Linked DNA regions of Triticum aestivum: region 2 is linked to region 1. A link is a contact called in public Hi-C data. All regions are on one chromosome and are shown on one strand. Each heading gives the region's core, a stretch centred on a gene start, on an enhancer-like site or on the middle of the called end of the contact. The rest is flanking DNA. Distances are from core to core; before and after follow the strand shown.

The links. A called contact is a pair of places that touch in the nucleus more often than the background predicts.
Region 2: a contact with region 1 is called in a Hi-C map of an unstated tissue, with 10 times the contacts expected there. The contact joins the promoter of LOC123167372 here to the enhancer-like site in region 1. A contact is called at or near these places in 5 of 5 Hi-C or Micro-C datasets (leaf, root and an unstated tissue).

Annotation. Positions count from the first base shown.
Region 1 is chr7D:408,981,253-408,984,595 of IWGSC CS RefSeq v2.1, forward strand. No RefSeq gene overlaps it. Among protein-coding and RNA genes, the nearest start is that of LOC123165310, 8.6 kb to the left of the region's middle. Within about 2 kb of position 1,504, at least 1 of the 8 cell types and tissues checked has an H3K27ac peak or open chromatin away from gene starts, as enhancers often do.
Region 2 is chr7D:409,152,474-409,155,816 of IWGSC CS RefSeq v2.1, forward strand. It overlaps LOC123167372 (serine/threonine-protein kinase-like protein CCR4), which reads right to left and starts at 1,562. Exons shown (of 1, transcript XM_044585215.1): 1 at 1-1,562. The coding sequence starts at 1,237.

The DNA of each region.
Region 1 (3,343 bases), core at 254-2,753:
CCGAATCGGGCTGAATTGGGGATTTTGACCAGGGAGGGGATGCACAATTTGCAAAAAGACCCTTCACATAGATCCTGACAGTGGGCCATACGCTGAGTCAGCAAGCCACGTCGGCCCCGTAACGGCTCACAATAGGGAAGTGACCAATTCGCTCATAAAGCAAATCAAACTAACCAATTCTCCATATTTTGAGACTTGTGTGACCAATGTGCTTATCTCGCGAGAGTTCAGTGCCGAACGGTGCGTTTATCTCTTTTGTGAAAGTCATGTTTTCACTGCCTGAGTTTTACACCGCATCATTTGTCGGAGTTCAATACAAGTACTTCTTGGCAGAAAAAGGTGTTGAGGCCATGTACACTGAACCAGACTCTTCTTGCAGTTGAAATGCTGCTTCTGGACATTCATCATACCAGACTTGGAAGGTGTCTTAATTTCTTCACCCCCATGGCCCACACAAGCAAAAAAGGAAGCTGATTTTTCTTCCAGCATTTTGTCCTTGTAGAAGTCCTAGACATAACTTTGGCAATTTTTTTGGGGCGATTTTGTCACCTCTATTTTGAAACAAAACAACTGTCAGGAGAAATTTCGTTGTCTCTGGAACCTTGTTGCTGCTGACGCTCGCGTTGCTGCGAGTTTTGTCCACTTTTTTGAACAAAACAATTGCCAGGACAAATTTCTGTTGTCACCTCTTTTGTTTCGAAACAAAACAATTGTCAGGAGAAATTTCGTCGTCTCTGGAACCTTGTTGCTGCTGACGCTCGCGTCGCGGCGAGTTTGTCCGCTGCTCAGATATGAAAACGAGAGTTTTATCTTCCTTTTGTTGTCTTCTGCAGGACCCTGTCTAGTCTTTGACTGTGCTTTCTGACATATATGGAAGAAAAATAGAAAATAAGTGGTAACTGATGTCCCAGTTTCTCTTTATTTTCAAGCCAACTCACAGCTTGCTGGTACTAGTAATAGAGATATCACCCATGAGGACATTACAAAATTTGCCACATGTGGCACATGTTGCCGCTGAAGGTCTGTCGAGGTCAGCTCTCCCCATAAAATCGACGAAAAGGAAAAACCCGATGACGTCGCGAAAGGAAAGGAAAAACAGTTCCCTTTTTCCCTGGTTAAATTGGTGGCGCACACACATGATCCCCGTGAAAGGGTTGAGAGGTTGGCATGTCAATTCAGGAGGCCGTGCGGTGTGGATCAAGACGCGCTGCTGCATAGGGAAAAGGAGTAAAGGAAGAAAACGTCTTGGGTTCCTGACTTGGCTTGTGAGGCAGAATTCGTATCTCAGACCACATTATGAACATGATACCGTTTTTCTTCTTTCTTTCTTTTGCTTTTGTATATGTTTCTTGTTGCAGGGAATGAACGGTGGGCCGACCGCCGTGGAATCGCAATGTCAATGGCGTGGCAGAACATATCGATAAAAGCGCCTTGTTTTTCTCGCCGCGCGTGTTGTGAGCAAGGAATTATACAAGGATCAGTGGAGGATGGGACCTGAATTGGTCATTCAAGGTGCATTTTTCCGAGAGAAAACTAAATAAATATCCTTGTGAGCGAATTTGGCATGGTCCATTTCTTGCAGGTAACAATTATTATTATCAGTTGATTGTCTTCTATCAATATAAGATACGCATTGCTCATGCGTATTCTAGAAAGAAAAAAAATTACCAGTTGATTGTGCATTGCTTGGACGATCAGGCATAGTAGGGGTATTTACCTACCCAGCTTATGAGGTAAGGCTATCGAGTCGAGTCCAGTAGTTACCTACCGTTGAGATGTGACCCTCCTAATAACCTGGAAAGTTACGTTGCCTGAAGCTTTCGTCTTTTCTTCCCAATCTTACGCCACCAGTGCCCCCTTTTTCCAGGCCATTTGGCAGCGGCCGGTTTCCCTTTCCCGGATTAATTGCTGGTGGCCGTGCACCTTCTTCTTCCCGCCGGTTTCATTGCAGGTTTGGAGAGAACTGAAAAGGACCAGTGATATACTATAGCTTTCACGTATTTTTCACAGCATGATTGATTGGTTCCTTCCAGTTTCTTCAACAACAACAACAACAAAAATGCTTCTTAATTCCCTGCATATATACTGGTAACTACTAGTCATGCTTCTAGAAGAGATGGATGGATGGATTGGATGACAAGCTGCACTTGCACCATGCATCATATTCATATCATCATATGCATATGCATGCAGTTTGATGGACAGCCATCTGGTCTGATGGGTCTCAGAGAAGGAAACGCTGCTGGTCTGGTTTGGTGCGATCTCATGTGTGTGCTTGGAGAGTTGACACGGATGCAGCAAGCTTGGCAGACACACCATCAAAGAAACTTTTTTCCCACTTTCCCCATCGTGCGGCCTCCCAGTCTCAAATCTTTTCGTGATCTTGACATGAGAAAAAGGGAGTCCACCGGGTCGAAGCAGTCGCTTGTTGGGAAATGCGCACGACGATATATGCGCATTTCGCCGTCTTTCGTTTCACATTTTCACCTGCGTGTAAAAAGGCGTCATGATTCACCAACTTGACTGTAGTGTAGGCAGGTTATTCTCAGTTTGGTCTGATGAACCTGGAGCTGGCTGGTTGGTTAGACGGTCGCCATGAACTGTTGCATGTGTGCACGGCACAGGGGAAAAAAGAAGCTGTGATTTAGATGGGGTTGATGGGATTCAGTTTGGTGTGAGGATTTTTTTCTCATGACAGGTGCAGCAGCTATCATGTGTGCAGCCAGGAACTTGCATTGGCTGCCCGCTGCCGCCTACCTAACCTTACCTTTGATGCTCATGTGTATGGTAAAATATACTCCCTCCGTTCCTAAATATAAGTCTTTGTAGAGATTTCACTAGATGGACCACATACGGAGCATAATGGACGAATCTACACTTAAAATGCATCTATATACATCCGTATGTGGTTCATAGTGAAATCTCTACAAAGACTTAAATTTAGGAACGGAGGGAGTAGTAGTATCATCGTAACGCTGTTGATATCTGAAACAACATATTTTTTCTTTCTCTTTTGCGTGAGAACAGAAGAGACGTCCTGTTTTTTACTCACCAGAAAAACGTTGAAAATTGATCTCGGTGCGCTGACATCTCCAGGGTAGCTTTGCTTTGTCCTGCAAACTAATTAAACGTTTCTGCCATAGTAGCCCCATAGATGAATGCAGCAGATAAGATCAATATGGCTGTATCTTGATCCTTCAATGTCAGTCATATGTGTTTAATAGTAAGTACTCGTGTCCACCATTGCATGTGCTAATTAAGCGAGTCACGCATCGGATAGACAGACGGGTGCATGCACTTTTTCAACAGAAATTGAATGGCGATCGTAACAAAATGCAGGCAG
Region 2 (3,343 bases), core at 312-2,811, 170 kb after region 1:
AGACGCCGGCGCTGGCCACGCCGAGCCCCACGAAGAGCGTCTTCTTCTTCTTCGCATCACCACCGTCGTCACCGAGCTGGGCCGTACTGCCATTGCTGACGACGATCCTGGACGCGTTCAGTGGCTGCTTGCACGGGCTGCACACGGCGAGTTCTTCGCCGCCCAATCCGCCGCCGGTGCCGCAAAGCCTCCCTGAGTCCGGTACGATGTTGCAGGAGCAGTTACTCTTAGGGGCGCAGGCTCCCGGCATGGTGTTGTTGTAGACGAGGTGCCTCCCGTCGAAGCGGCCGTCGTTCCCCCAGCAGACGACGGAGTAGTTGCTCGTCATGACGGCACACACCGTGTCGCCGTCGGCCTCGATGGAGACGAAGGTGGTGTGCGTGTACTCCTCCGGCACCTTCACGCCCCAGCACCTCACCGTGCCGTTCCCGGCGAGTATGCACGTGGTGTTGCGGCCGAGCGCCATGGCCATCATGTCGGCCGGCAGCTCGTCGAGACGGACCGTGGGGTTCCCGTCGCCCCAGCACACGAGGCCGCCCAGCTTGTCCACGGCGCAGGCGTGGCGGCGCCCAGCGGCGACCGTCTGGAACGTGACAGCAACCCCGTCGGCCGTGAACTGGGGCGTCGGCGGCATGCGGCCGCCGTAGCACCTCATGGCGGTGTCGTTGCCCTTGACGATGCCGCAGAGGAAGTCCTGGCCGAGGGCGATGAGGGAGAAGTCGAGGCCCTTGGGGAGGTCGAGGCCGGGCCACTCCCAGCAGGTGGGGTCGTGGTCGTCGGAGAGGCCGCAGACGTGCGGGCCGCCGGCGGACATGGAGCGGAGCGAGGGGCCCCAGTAGATGCGCCGGCCTACGGGGCGAGACCGCCTGGCCTGCTCCTCCTCGGAGAAGGACCACCAGCGCATGGCGGCGTGGCCGCCGACGGGCGCCATGAGGCCGCAGAGGAAGTCCTTGCCGGCGGCGATGGCGTTGAAGGGGATGTCAGCCGACGGGTAGGACGTGAGGCCGCCGTCGGGCATGGACTTGCACTGGAGCTTGGAGTTGCCGCCGCCATCCTCGTTGACCCTGTCGATGATGAGGGCGCAGACGAGCGTGCTGTTGGCGGTGTGGGAGATGGCGACGGTGGAGAACTGGCGCGGCGACGGCGGCGCGGCGCCCGCGGCGACGGCGAGGAGGAAGGCGAGCACGAGGAGGCGCGTTGTGCTGGTGGCGAGGCCGGGGCGGCGAGACATTAGCATTGAGAGGCAGAGGGAGGAGACGACATGGATGTATGGATGGAGCTCGGGAGCTCGGGTTTGGTTCGGTTTGCTTGGATTTGATTTCTCGCTTGGTGGCTTGGCTTTCTGTTTCGGGGTTGTAGGTGGGTGGATGGATGGATCGACGGAGAACGAGTCGAGTACACCGCGTCCGCGTTGGGTTTCGTTGGGTTGGGTTGGTTTTACTTTTATATTTTAGTCATGCTATACGGAGTAGATTAATTCAGAAATGTGTGTGTGTGATTGTGATGATGGATCGATGATGAGGTGAGGGAGGTTGTTTTGGTTTGGTTTGGTAGACTTGACTAGGTCCGTTGAAATTCAAGTGTCAATGCTAGCTTGTGAGTTTCTCCTCCGTCACTTTGGTGCCTGGCTTAGCTAGCTCTCTAGCTGCTGCTTAGTTCCAAAACCACAATGATTGCCGGATGGATTATCGGTTACTGGAAGCAAATTAGTGCATAACCACTTAGCAGGGCATCTTTTTATTTTTGGGGGGAATTATCAGGGCATCTCTAACAGCAGAGAAGCAATACTATTCTCTCTTTTTCTTTTCACTATTCTCTTGTGCTTTCCGCATTATACTAAAATCTTTTTCTTTTTGCAAAACATACTGAAAACTTGTTATACTACAATACTCAAAACTTTCGATCTATTCATCTCCCATCATGGCAATACAGCGAATACCAGAAATAATAAAAATTGCATCTCGATCCGTAGACCACCTAGCAACGACTACAAGTACTAAAGCGAGCCGAAGACGCGCCGCCGTCTTCGCCCCTCCCTCATCGGAGTCGGGTAAAACTTGTTGAGTAGACAGTAGGGAAGTCGTCATGCTAAGGCCCCATAGGACTAGCACACCAGAACATCAATCGCCTGTTAAAGTTAGCGTAGATCAGAAAAATTCAACCTAAAAACACATGAACATAGAGGAACTATGACCAGATCCGAGCAAATCCATCAAGGACAGATCCGTCAGAGACACACCTCGACACGCCCACCGAAGATGCTAGACACACCACCGGGATAGCGGCTAGGCAAGGAAAACCTTATTCCATCTTCAGGGAGCCGTCATCGTCTCGTCTTCCTGAGCAGGACACAAACCTAACAAAACTCGAAGAACATCTAAAAATGAAACCCTCCGGCAAGGGCCGGGATCCACCACGCCACCATGGCCCTAGGCCACCGGAGACGAGGCGGATCGGCGGCGCCGACGGGAGGCGGAGAAACCCTAGCCTTTTTTCGGGGAGGCCTTCTGTAGGCTTGGCCTCTAATTATAGTAGTAGGTTGTTCCTTAGTGTGTTTTCTAATAATTAATGGTTGTATTAACCCTGAACATGTTCTAGTTAAAATGGCATTGGAAAAAGAATGATAAATACAGATGTCATATTGAAGATGGAATCATCCGTCATGGACATGGAGAGATCATACTTTCATTCACCAAGAGGAACTCAGCAAGTGTCAGAGCAACTCCAACTCCAACGGGTCGATCCAAATGGACGGCGCATTTATCCGCTTTTTGTCCGTTTAGGTCGGCCGCCCGGCCGGCGTCTGCCCAATTTTGCATTTGGGTCGGCAGTGCGTTCAACACATCGACCCATTTTATGTCCGCACTCAACTTTAAAAAAGGCATGCGGCCACAGATCATGCCGGCACCATGCCAGCGTCGGCATACATTGCCGGCTTCAAAAAATATCACCGTAGTTCATGCGCCACATGCTGGCGCACTCGCCAGCGGCTGGCACACACGTCAGCACACAAAAAATGGGGTGGGACTTGAGTTCGACCACGCCATCGCGGCCTCGTGGTCATGCCAGCATGCAAGCCGGCATACAAAAAAGGAAGGCGCTCGCGGCCACGGCATCACTCGTCGGGGAAATTGAGCATGTCGGCTTGCATCTTCTCGAACCACGGCCTCTTCCTTGGTGACACGGTGTTGAGATCCACCTTCATGATCTTCACCCCAGTCATCATGCTCGCGAGCGTCACTTCTTTCGCCTTGGTCTTGGCGTTGGCGGCCTCGATCTCCAGCATCTTGGCTTGCTTCTCCGCCTCCATCTCAAGCTGCTTGGCTTGCATCTCTACGTCCAT